Linked DNA regions of Dromaius novaehollandiae: region 1 is linked to region 2. A link is a contact called in public Hi-C data. All regions are on one chromosome and are shown on one strand. Each heading gives the region's core, a stretch centred on a gene start, on an enhancer-like site or on the middle of the called end of the contact. The rest is flanking DNA. Distances are from core to core; before and after follow the strand shown. Region 1 has its middle 34 kb from the start of PPP1CB. Region 2 holds the start of PLB1 (phospholipase B1).

Region 1 (6,711 bases), core at 3,359-5,858, 160 kb before region 2:
TTCCAGCCTGTAGCAAAAGGAATCCATTTATTCTGAGCTTAGCCTTTGCTGAAGCACCCTTTTCAGAGTTATCACACCCTTCCAGCCTTACACATGGCTCACAGTCTGTACCCTGGAAATGGACAAGTCAGAAAGCCAGGTAACTTGGGCAAACTCCCAAAATCTGAGTGGTCAGAACACCTGAGTTAAACTGGAATGGCTCAACAAGTGTCCTAACAAAAATGTGTTCCCTGAGAAGTGCTCCATAAGCCATAAGGGGATGAGCAGTGACAGCTCAGGGGAGCCAATGGGGCCTAGGACTCTTGGGACAGGAAAAGAGATAGGAAAGGAATGAGTGGGCCAACACAATCTTTTCCTAGTGGTTCAGTGTGGCCCACTGGGGAGTAATAATCTAAACTTGCTGGTGTGGCCTAACCAAAGGAGCAAGCATCGTTCCCACAGTTTTGAGGAAAATGGGAGATCCAAACAATCAGCACTGTGTGTAAAGTCTACTGCCGTGTCAGACTCCACAGCTTATGCTTACCTGGGTAAGTGGAGAGGGTCTCTGAGGACTGGGGATTGTATGGCAGCTGCCACAGAGATCCAACTGACTTTCCTCTTCGTCTCTTCTTGCAGCTGGCCATGAGTCACTACTAAAGAGCATGAGGTGGGAACTCTGGAGGGATATGAAAGGCCTCCTGTAGATATGACTCTCCAGCTCCTGAGCTTCAGTGTGTGCAGTCTGGTACACAAGCTGCCCAAGAACTGCTGTCAGGCCTGCTAATAACTCTAGGTACCTCTGACCATGGCTGTCACCAAGGTCTTCCTTCTCTATCTCCTCCTCACTTCTGCCCTAGACCTTAATTGTTAACAGCATAACTCCCAGCATTGCCTCCCCTTGGTAATCAGCCACCTGAAATGCCTGCTGACATACACCCCACAGTGGACTGATATGTATTTGGAACATTCTATATAACTAATGTTATATTTGGAACAAAAGCATGCTAGCAAGCAGGACAGAGCACCCTTTTTCTTTTGCCATCCAGGGGGTACATGGCCCACAGCCAATCCATGACTGCAGGCTTTCTACTGAAGTAGCAGCTCTGTACCTGACATCCAAGCCACTGATCCTGAAGTGACCAGTCAGTGGTACAAGGCATCTCCTGTGGAACAAACTATGCTGCTACTCACTCTCAGGGTGTGACTGAGGAAGAGCAGCCAGGAAACTTTTCAGGCCTGTTGGAATGTGAAGAGGGAAAAAGGGAAGAGGAAGAACACTACTGTAACATCAGCATGTAACTAACTGCCTTTCATTCCAAACTGACACCTCAACCAATATTTGCCACTGCTATGCTTTGTGGGGCTGTGTGTACTGCCATTAGCTCATACCCTACTGCATTTGTGGAGAGGAAGAGGCTGTATAGCCTCTTGGAAGCCTAGAAAGGTTGCATGAGCATGTCATCCTGGCTGTGTGACTTGCTTAGCTCCTGGGACAGAGTTAAGTACTCACACAGGGCAAGAAATCAGCAGGCAGTTTCCGAGACAGATAATTGCCATGTGGAAGATTTCTCCTACAGCTCACAACTCTGGAGAACTGCTTTTAAAAGTCTGAAGCAACCCTCCTGCTCAGAGCAGCAACATTCACTGCCCCTCCCCACACAGTTGAGACCAGTACTCTAGCTCCACCTGAAGCTTCACATGCCTGCCCCCCCTTCACCTTAAGAACATGTATAGGGAAGCAGTACATTCACCTGGATAGAATCACTTATTACTAGCAAAGGAGGCTGTACACTCCCATCAAAAAAATCTGTTCAATATCACTGTAGTAAGGACACATCTTCTGTGCCACCTCAAAATCTGGTTGTTGCCCTGGTCTTCAAGAAATCTTCTTGAACTGTATGCATATACCAATTGCAGGGCCTCTCAGTCAGCAGCTGTCATGAGGTGAACAGCCTCCTGCTGCTAGGTTATCCAGCCACCAGAGATTTCAGCCTTCTCATAACATAGGTTGAAAATGAGTATTTCCTTGCAGCCCAAGGTGCCACCATGTGTGAACATCTGGGAAGTCAAAGAGACTGTGCCACCATCAGGAAGAAAAGCACTCAGAAAAGGGGGACAATGAAAATCAGCCCTTAGTGACTGAAGAGGTTCGGAAAGGGCAACAGAAAGTAAGACAGAAAGAAGGGAAAGGATACTGATGAAAAATGATGGGCAGATGAGAGAGAAGCAGTAGAGTAAGACTGAAGTGTGACTGTTGACAGAAAGTATCAGGAATGCAGGTGTCAGTTTGCCTTTATACAGCATGAGAAGCACTGTAGAGGGTCACATGAGCTCTTGATGTTTGATACCATACTATCAGTGCACCCATGCTCACTCATCCATCCAGCTGGGGGACTTCAAAGCAGTATGGCCCACTCAGCAGTTGGGATCCATCACCCCATTCATTGGACATGCACTGGAAACAGATTCCTTTCATATGAAACTAAACCAAAAGATCTGATTTGTGTACAATGGCATGAGCTCTCCAAACTAAACCAGTAAGCAGGGACAGAGGGATTCATTTCAAAAGCACACATTGCTCTGAACTAACACTAATGTAGATACAGCTTTTCAAGCACAACTCATTGTAGGCAACCATGGGCACCTGCCTAGACCAAAGTATCAAGCAATTCTCTCAAATCAGGCCTAAGGCCTACAAATCTCTTTTGAGGCTATGTATGCCTGCAATGCCAAGCCATAGGTGGAGCATAGGAAGAGATGGTTAAGTTAAAAGCAATGCAAGTCATGTAAAATTTTGGATAGAGAGAGTATTCACAAATTTAATACCAGCCCTATTCTGATAGGGTCTCTCTTACTCTCTACATCTAAGCCAAAATTAATTCAATTTTTTTCAATGGAGTTATACTGATTTATACCAGAAGTAAACATACTGTGTTTCTTACAGACTTTTCATCACTGGAAACTTCCAATCACTGGAAACTTACACGAAGAAACCTGCCTTACTTGAATTCAGACTTGAAAACAGGAGATTGCAGACTCATGAAGAAACCTGGAAACCATCACAGAAGACAAAGCCTATGGTGGCTGATGCTTTTCTATAATTTTCATGGCAGCTCTGATTTTATTAAAAGAAAAAGTCCTTTAAGAAACTCCATGAAGTTTGCCAAATTTAAGTGAATTTAATCTGAACTTTTCACTAAGGTAAGCCTAGTTTCAACAAAGCAAGTTCTGAGCTATTATGGAGCATGTCCTATGAATGTATTTCAGTACTGAACAAGGTTTCCACATCAGTCAAATTACAGAATAAACATGCAATAAAATGCCAGATCTGCAGTAATAACTCTTCATCCACCAGCCTTTAACCACTAGATGGCATCTGTATGCTAGATCAATTCTAACATGAAGGGCATCATTGTAGTAACTGCATTAGGTCCTTTCCGTAAAGTCTTTAAACTCACATACGGTTATGAACTAGACAGACCCAAGGATGGAAAAGGAATGATGCACCTTCTTGCCCTAGCTGGTAGAGGCAAATAAAAGCCTCTAAGACTAGAATGCCAGTTTGTTGTTGTACCCATTAGGCAAGTGCCCTGAGTAGGCAAGACAAAGTGTTTGCTCTTATCCCTGTTTCAACAGAATAGAGTCTTAAATCTTACACCCCCATCCTCTTAACAAGGCCTCCTGTAAAATAAGCATGGTGCTTCTAATTCTTTTGGAAGCTTTCTGTTTCTGTTTGTAAAGCACTCCAAAATCCCTCAATGGAAAGTATTAGTTGCCTATTTTTCTTTCTAGTTTTAAATAATCCATTAAGACATAATTCTCAGAACATGCTCCCTCTCTCAAAATTTCATGAAAGTGATATGGCCTATTTTTATAGAAGGTGCAAGAAACCACTCAGCAATGGCAACCTGAAGTATAAACATAAAATATTCTGGACTAGCTAATGGAGAATTATGGATTTATATACTCTCAAAGAGTATACACACTCAACAAGGCATTGATGAATTTATGGAACTGCAGAAATGCTGCTAGGAAGCAGCCAGAGGGAACAATGTAAAACCCTTGCAGCTTTCACATCACCATACATTTTCTAGGAGTTCAAAGCAAAGTGACAGGAAAAACATGACATCAAAATACTTGCTGGCCTTATCAACTTTGTGTGCTTCTCCGCTTCACTTCATGAGCCACATCGTTTTGTTCGTAAAATACTATTAAGCCTTTTCCATAACTAATTGGAAACCTATCTACAGTATTGTACCCAAAAGATTCAGACCTTTAAAGCATCATGAGAAGGCAAACCTCTATAAAAGGGGGAAAAAAACAGCAACTTAAAAATACTTTGCTTTCTGTAAACATTTTAACTTACTATATTTGAGTATCAACTTATTTAACTATCTGCAAGAGACTAGAAAAACTGTAGTCCCATCTGTTCACTTTACTTCCTGCATTTGACAGTAACTTGGGTTAAGTTAAAACACTGAAACTTAACATCTGGGCATGCTGATCATTTGTCAACAGGATTTTCATGTGGTACTCATTTCACAAGTTCTGCCTGGGAGTGCTATGCCTCTGTACTCTAACATAAAACTTAAATCCCTGCCTGAAGATACCAGCTTGCTTTTGCAACTTTTTGCAGCTGGAACCAATTAGCACCTACTTTCTGATAATGGCTGCTCCTACAGTTCGAGTCTGCAGTAAGCTAAGCAAAAAGCTCAGGCTGCAGTTTGTTAAATAAGGCAGCAAGAACCCAGGAAAGAGGCCATGCCAAGCCACATGTAGTACATATACACTGTTTAAAGCTCCACCTATTTAGACTATTTTGGACAGCAACAAGAGAGAAGTTTTCCTTGGAAGATACAACAAGCCATACATTAGAGCTTGTGGAAAGCAGTTATTTTGAATTCTGTTTTTTCTCAGGTTGTTGGACATATGGGTACCTAGATTAATCTGAGTTCAGATAGGACACAGAACAAAATGAAACGTTATCCTTACTAGCAATTAACATGTTGAGATTATTACTATTAAGTATTTTAACATGGCAGACTAAGATATAAAACAGGTGCCTAGATAGCTCTGCTAATTCTCCAGCAACTTCAGGAAACTACAAGGAAGATACTCAGACACTACCAGTTCCAGAAATCCACTCAAGTCAAGAATCTGTCAGACCCATAATAACAAAAAGTGCAAAAACTTCTGTCTTATTTTGATAACTGATTTATCTACTGTCCCAACATCAACTTACTGTCACATGGTTTTCCAGTGTTCAGTCCAAGATGGTCCAAGGTTCCTTCGGCTTTGATCATCTGATACAAGCAATGAGAAGAATGACTGGTTATATGCCCATGAGTTGTATGCAGTCACCTGGTTAGATGCTGTCATCAAAACCTTGGCCAACCTTTGGAACAAAGCAAGCAAAATCACTGTACGATCCAAGAGAGAAAAAAAGTGTTCAGCTGCACTGTGAGATAGCTTGAAAATTGTTTCTCATTAGCAGAATCAAACAGGTGACAGTACAGAAAAAAAAATCCCTGGCCATGCCTAAATATTCCAAGACTGTCACCGACTCATTGAGCTCCTTTTTTACTGGTGAGCAGGACTACATACTTAGTAGGCCATTCTTATAACAGTCCAGGACTCTCCAGACATACAAAGAACTGGGACTTAAGTATGCACCAGAACATGAGCTTCATCTCCAATCTGTTTCGTATAAAAAGATCACAGTGCTCTCTACAGCATAGCATTAGCCCACATGATTCAGATGCACAGATATTTAACAAGTGTTGTGCTGTAGTCATCTCTGCTCCAACATAAGACAACACTGTATTTGGCTTCCAACGGATTGGTGAAAATAAGCAAGGGCAAGAGTCACATTTATCCTCCTGCACATTACAAAGTAGGCACAAGTCAAGTTACAATTCAAACAAGTGCAATATTGACAGTATCAGTTTGCCTTTGCTCTTTACTAGCTATAATGCTACCTGCCAGGTTTGTACAGATGTGTTCATCTCCCACAAACCTGACAGCAGGGAAGTTTCCAGGCACAGTGGGAATGGATACTATGCTGGCAGTTTGCCAGGAAAGACACTAGTTTAAAGGCTAGGCTTCTGCAACTATCATCTACATAGGCCTTGAAGAGCATCCTTTTCTGTTAATCTTTGAGCTTTACTCCAAACAACAAGCAAGGTACTCATGTATCATATGTTCCGCAAGCTCCACGTATCCAAAGCTGAGTTATTCTCAAGTCACTTTCAGATTAACAATAGCAATACATACATGTCTCTTATACATCTCCACTATTACAGAACCAAAAATGTGTTTGTCAACCCCAAACCCACCATCTATAACTCCAGTAATTTAGGCTGACAGCTTCCGCAGTATGACGGCAATATCCTCTTTGACTTATCTAGATCCTCTGATACTCAAAAGACAAGGCACAGACAAGGACTCTTCCTCATATAAGAGATATTAGCCTGTTGCTCCTTGATTATTTCCATCATCTTGTGGTACAGGCACAGCAGAGGACTCCACAGATCCCAGGAACTGTTGATGCCAACCACTGAGGTGAGCAGGATCTCCATCTTCAAACAACCTCAAAATAGGGATGTAGCATATTAACAAGAAAAGCAGCTTCAACAAGTCTGAAGAATTTCCATCCACAATGGAGCAAAGCACACAGCAATGCAGCACACTGGGATATAAGCCATATGTACCTAATAATTTCTCTCTTGATAG
Region 2 (6,960 bases), core at 897-3,396:
TACTTCTGAGCTCTCATTTTGAGTATCCTGGATAATTTTGCACCAGCAAGCTAGTGCAGACCCTTATCTGGATCATTTCTGACTATGGTGAAAAGCACATGCCTCAACACAGATCACTAGAAGACCGCAGATTCTCTCCCCCACTCTTCTTCCTGTTTGAAAACTTACAATCTAGTCTGATTTTTAATTCTTCATCTTTAAAGCAGGGGCCCATAAAAGTCCCTTCAACCTCATCCCATGTCAGCTTAGCTTCTTTAAAAGCTTTTGGTCAAAAGAATTTTAAATCCAAATACACCTCAGCTGAATTATTCATGGGCATGTGCCCATAGTCATGAATTTTCTTCTTCAATTCCACAATGAAGCTTTCCCATTGTACCATACTTGCCCTGAATCAGTTCATTCTGTTCTTTACTCTAGTATCACCAATTTGCCTAGTACAGAAGTCAACTTTACTACTGTACAACTACCACTGCAGGTCCCCACATCTTCCTAAAATGGGGGCAAATTTGAACACTTGCCATCTTCTGTTCCCAATACCAACACTAATTCAAGAAATGGTTTGCAGCAGAGCTAACACACTGACATGCTCATATTTCTGTCTGGCACATCCCCTTGGGAGAACGTCACCTAGTCCTGGCAGTCTTTTTCCTCTTGCGTCATCAATTTTTTCGAGAATTTTACCATTTCTTGGGCTTGTCCCCTGCACAGAAAGATTCTGAGCACAAAGCCTGTTTCAAACTTCTGTGCAGAGGATGCTAAAGGGGAAAAAAAAAACAATTTAGCTTTTCTGCTGAGCTTGAGCTTTCTTTTATATTTCAGTCAACCCTACAGACTCCCTGTTTCAGGCATATTTGAAAAAGGATTTATTAGTTCTTATTCCTTTAGCAATTATTTATTGCTTTCCCTCAGATTCTTTTTTGGCTTGCCTGAATATAGTTAACCTACCAGAGCATATATTCTTCAGTTTTCCTTGTTTGGTCAGGATTTATGCTTTCCATAGGATGTCTTTTACCTCCTGCCACTCCCAACATTACAGTTACTCCCTTACTCTGCAGTTCAATAATTCTAACTTTTAATTTTCTCAACTATATCACCAATAAAGGTATTTCTCTGACAATTTTCCCAAAATAGTGGAGACAAATTCTTATCCTCCTTCCTCCCTTGTTCTTATAGTTAACCTATTGCAACAAATAATTCTTACAGGCTGCTATCAGTCACAGTTTTTTCATGAATGAAGTTTTCACAGGAACTCCAGTCACCATGCATATTTCCCCCCCTAAATTAAAAAATGAGTTTTGATCATTTCTCCTGCTTATTTCAGGAAACAAAACCTCTCAACAGTTAGTTATTTGCCAGAGCACTTTATAATCCTCTGAAGGTATTTATCCTCACAACCTACTGGTAAGCTAAAGCACTACTATTGCATATCACTTTCTCACAAGTGGAGAGGTGAAGCACAGAGCCAATAAGCATTTTCAGTACTAGAACACCTACAAAGTCAGCATCTTGCTCCAAGTGTAAAATACACAGAGCCACTATAGGTAATAGAGGTTTTTTTGTTTATTTATTTGGTACAGTAATTTGCTTGGGGTATACAGAAAGTCTGCGGAAAAGCAGGAATCTAAATGAAGATGCCCTGAATGTCGGGATACTGCCTAACCCATTTAAACAGCCTTCCATCACTGAAAAAACAAATGATCACAGGCATGAATTCAGAGAAAACCTCTGGCACATGCTTGCACCTCTGCACCATTTTGGGACAGGCCTACTAGTCTGATTATTTGATGTTTTTCTCTTCAGAAAACCTTAGTGCCTGCCTCAGTTGAGGTCAGTGCCCAGAACAGTGCAAACCAATACATGTATTTGTATGTGAAATAATCAAACATAACCAAAACTATACGCAAGATCAGAATTTTACTCACAGATTTTCCTGATCCTACTTCTAAGATCTCTGGTATACACTAACCCTGCAAAAACCAAAAATATAGGTTTCTATATACTGTGTAACTGGAATTTTCAAAGTGCCTTTCAAATCTTACCTTCTGAGGACAGAAGCCAAAGGAAGAACAGGCCTAACAGTAGTTTCATGGTTAGTGCTTCTATGAATTGATAATCTTGAAGTGCTGTTGCTTAGGCTCTATGGCTGTTAGCAAAGAAATTCTCTTCTTTTTCCTCCTTTATATTTTACCAAAGTTGATAACTCAGCAGCCATAAACTTTATTAGCCTCTTCACCTTGGGAAAGCAGATTGACAGTGATAACATTTTCATACCTTGTTTCAAGAAGATGTGTAACCCTAGTTCATACATCACCTCATCTATGGGCCAAGAAGAGCAGAGGTGGCACAGCTTCTCCCACTTCTCTCCTCTGCTATGCACTCTTTCCCCTATTCTGCTCATCCTTTCTGTCTTATCTATGAGAAATGAGCCACACCATTTATTGAACAAGTACTCTGATCACAACTGAAAGTAGCAGTAGTTTTTGGCCTACTGCCAATGGTTAAAAAAGCTATCCAGAACGTGACGTGCATAGCAGGTGTGTTTTATTGCTCATGCAACAAATGAACTCTTAAAAAGATGCATATGCTTGGTGTAAGTGTATGTCACCCTAGTCCTACACTTTTCAGAGTTTATTTATATCACACAATGCAAATCATACAAACTCTCTCACAGGAAAAAAACGAAGTCAAGTGCCCTGCTGAGAATTTGCCTTTTTTTCAGAGACAGCTGGCCACTTCATAGGAGTAGTCTCACCAAATACTAGCACTTAAATCAGCAAGTCATCTTCTGGCACAGTCAAGGCTCCTCCAGGTGATGTATTACACCTTAGTTTGGCACCAGTCTGTCTCTGTTGGGCATGGAAGGAGACTCCATTCCTGAGGTTACAGGGGCAGCTGAGCTCTTCGTAACAGCCCACATCCATCCAAAAGGGGAAAGTTGTGCTCTTCCTCTTCTCTCCTTTCCTGCCTCTGCTCTTTCCTTGCCTTCACCCAGCCTAATGCTGTGCCAGTCTCTCTTCCATCAGCTCCAGAGTCACCAGACCCTTCTAAGAGCTGATTTAATTCACTGAAACTGCAAAAAGCTAAGTTTAATTGACTTCCAGAGAGGTGTGAAACACTTCAAAGTCAGCACAGGTGAGCACAGAAAGCTCATGATCAAAGCAAGGAGAGTACACCCTCCTCCCAAGCTGCAATCAGCTGCTGTGCAAGACAGTGCTGCTCTACCCTGTGCTATGAAACCCTGCTGTGAAGTGAGACAGGGTAAATAACCCTCACAACTTTCTGAGACTAAGCACTTCCTCAGGGACATGTTACCACTTCTGAAGGGTCTAGAGGGGCTCCTCTGCTTAGTGATTGCCCAGAGTTATCTTTATCTCTGGAACCAGCAGAGCAAGCACCAGCCATTATACAGAGGAAAGACCCCTAGAAAGCAGAGCAGGAGGTTATTTCTCTATTGCTATCTGATGTGAATGGTAAAAGTTAAAACTCATAGAAACATCCTGAGCCCATATGATTCCCAATACTGGGAGAAGAAACCATGAGACACTGAGAGAAGTAGTGCAAAGCCTCAAGTGCCACCAGTCCTGGCACTCGGCATGTTAAACATGACTTCTGCATCTCCAGGTGAAGATTTAGCCCATGGGATATGGCCAGTTCTGCTTCTGGAGAATTTTCCTGTGCTGAGGCATTCCTCACAAATCCTTTCCAAGACAGACCACCTGCCCACAAGCAGTACAGGTAACTGTCCCCATTCTGCCAGTGAATTTTCTGCAAATATCAACCTTCATACTGAACTGACCAGAAACTACTATGATCTTAAGACCTGGGCTGATCACACTCATGCTCAAGTTTTTCCAGCTTGAACAAGCTCCACAAGTGCTCAGCCAAACTGCAGTAGGTGTAATTCAGGACTTACTGAGCTTACAGTGCATCATAGGCACAGCAAGCAGTGCATAAGAGTTACTGCATACACACAGAGCAAGTCTGTAAGTAAGACCGTACTGTTGCTTGTATGCAGACAGTCAACCCAAGCATCAGAGATCTGGGCATGCAAGCAGTGTGCCCAGGTCTCCAAAACCCCAGCTACAACACTACTGCAATAACCCAGTCACTTTTGCAGATACAAAGAGTCTACACAAGTGCCAGTTAGACTGTGATACTGCACTCCCAAGGGAGACTCCACTGTATTTTGATTACAGCATTAACATCCAACCTCTGAAAAACACCCTGCTGTCCTCACGCAAAGCCTTGGAGCATCCCCCAGCCTCTTTTGAACCTAATGATACCTAGCTAGAGCTCCTACAGAGTTAATGTGTGACTACTTAAATAAATAGCTTCAAATGCTTAACTAAACCTCTGACACACCTGGTGTCACAGGCAATCTAGCCCATCCTTCAAAGGGCTGTTTAGTTTGGCTTTTTGTTGCTTCATGACTGAAATTTGTTGTTCTTTAAGGGAATGCATTGCAGATTGATCTTATGCCCACTTAACTTTTCAGAAATGGAGATGCAATATTAATTGTGAAAACATCTAGATATTATTCAGGGTAACACTTAAGCAGGAATCTGCCTAGACAGAGGAAAAAGCTCCTCCACATCCTGAGTCTCTAATCTCACCCAGCACAAGCACAGAACAGACCTCGTCAGTGCAAACAGCTGCTCCCCAGCTCCCACCTTCATGTCTGAGAGGGGAGTTTGTTCCACCTGGGCATCTCCCAGACCAACACACAGCTTGACAGCCAGCCTCTTTTGGCCAGAAAGGTAATGAAGAGGTAGGAATTTACTCATGGTCCAGGTGTCGTGAGGCCAGGAGCTCCCCATGGTAGGGGCCAGTGTCAGGCATCGCCGTGGGGCTGGGCCGGGCGGTTGCCCCGGTTGGGGACCCTGGCCGTGATGCTGCAGCGGTGCTGGGCTCCAGCCCCAGGCTGGGCTGACATGGGGCCTGGGGTGGTGGGGAGGCCCTGAGGGGGCAGCAGGGACAGGGAGGGCTGGGCCTGCGCGCAGGGCCCAGACACTCATTTTCAGGGCCCTTAATGACATAGCGTCGCACAGTCTCAGTGTAAAAAGGCATTACCTTTGGTGGCTTTTTGTCATTACGTGCAAGTGCCTGTGGCTTTGTCACTCTTCAAGAGAAAGCTCTGGTTATCAGGCAGTCTGAGAAACAGCCTCCATAGTGAACGGGAAGTGCGTAAAATCCCAGAGAGAAAGCTCCTCGACTCACTGAACATCAAGCAAAGGGTGGAAAAGGGGAGGAAGGTAGCATTGATTTATACATTTGCAATAAACCACAGCTCCAAGAGTATCAGTTTAGCCACAAAGGCCTTTAGACACTGTGACATGCTCCAGAAGGGAAACAGCGCCAACTCCAAGGCCCATAAATCTGCTGTAAATGAACCTTTCCACCACCCAAGCATCAAAACATCTCCTAGACTCAATAGCAAATGGCGGGTGGAGACAAAGATGAAAGAAGTTTGCAAAAGCAAGAGGAGAAAAAATTTCCTCTTAGATGCAGAAGCGGTACTGCCCAGCTGGCAGCACTCAGGAGCACCCTGGGGAATTGCAGCCATGCAGCTAATCAGATAATGATCTGCAGAGGACGTCTTGTGCCTTTCCCAGAGCTGGCGCTGCCCAGACAGGGCAGGGCGCTAGCTGAACTTGGCATCTGATCCCGCCTGACTTGTATGATTTTCTTTGCCATCCGTCCTGGACAGAGAAAGCTGCCAACACACCAGGCGCAGAAAGGCTTTGCCTGGAAGATGGTGATGAGGAACAGCAGTATGGTGCCTTTGTATATTCTTAAGTGAACATGACCACATACCCAGCTCACGTGCCTAGGCCCAACAGAGCCTAACACCACAGAAAGCAAAATTCGGCTCTCTATGTCAGCTCTGAAGGAAGCAACATCCAAACATATATTCAGTGATACGCACTCAACCATATTAGCCAAACTGCTTGACCCATTTCTACATTTTTAGGTAGCTTGCAGTATACCTAGACCTTCACTTGGTACCAGAGCTATAGCTGGGAAAGCCTATGGATTTTTCTCCTTGTCTTCAAGTTTTTCTCAGCTGCTCACTTCAGGAGAGTTTTCTTCTGCATTCCTTTTACTTACACAGAATATTGAAAACCAGAAACTCGACAATCAATTATGTCTTCCAATATAGGGCCAATGTTTTAAAATACAAAGTCATGAATCTAAAGTTGCACATTAAAAAAGACCCTTAGCACGCAACCATTTATTATTAAACCCCAAATACTGGCACCAGAAGCACAACCTTTTACTGTATACACTAAGGAAGTAGCTCTTTCAGCTGCTAACAAGCAGAGGCCATATATCAGAGGGTAATATTTTTGCACCCACAAAACTATCATATTATGCTGGCACAGCAGAAGACTTATTGCTGAAATATAAAGCAGACTGATTCTCCATTTCATTTGAAGACACAGCATGTCTGTGACATGTGAATGCTTCAGCCAATCCTACTGCCTAGACAAGGCCTTAGATCTTGACACTTTTTTTATTTAGGAAGCATGTCCTTGCATTGTTCCAGCTATTATACCACCAACCAGAAAGGGAAGAACACTATAGCACCATGAAACAGTTAAGAATCATATTACAACAGTGAGACATTTCCCATTCCCTTGTGATGTTATGCCATTGCCTCCTGTTTCTGCACTTCACATTGACGGTAAATTTAGTGCTTGCTCTGGACCTAAACAGCAGTTCTTCCCTCACAGGAGAATTCAGGCACGCAGCAGAGGGGTAGGGGATGAAGCTAGGCCAAGGGCAGCCAGGGACATTTATCATAGCGCAGGAATTTTGCAGCAGCAGGCAGGAAAGCTGCACAGTTTAAAGGAGGCTGCTACCACCTGCTGGAGAGAATGCAAATATTCAACGGGAAGGAAGCAACCAAGGCTAATTAAGTCATTTTGTGCAGGAGTTGAACACCACTGCTCTGGGTAT

What was found. Hi-C and Micro-C count contacts between places; a contact is called where the count stands out from the background.
Region 1: a contact with region 2 is called in a Hi-C map of liver, with 9 times the contacts expected there. The contact joins the enhancer-like site here to the promoter of PLB1 in region 2. A contact is called at or near these places in 3 of 4 Hi-C or Micro-C datasets (brain, liver and ovary).

Annotation. Positions count from the first base shown.
Region 1 is chr3:97,276,353-97,283,063 of bDroNov1.hap1, reverse strand. No RefSeq gene overlaps it. Among named protein-coding and RNA genes, the nearest start is that of PPP1CB, 34 kb to the right of the region's middle. Within about 2 kb of position 4,608, at least 2 of the 2 cell types and tissues checked have open chromatin away from gene starts, as enhancers often do.
Region 2 is chr3:97,116,910-97,123,869 of bDroNov1.hap1, reverse strand. It overlaps PLB1 (phospholipase B1), which reads right to left and starts at 2,146. Exons shown (of 58, transcript XM_026121158.2): 1 at 2,040-2,146. The coding sequence starts at 2,088.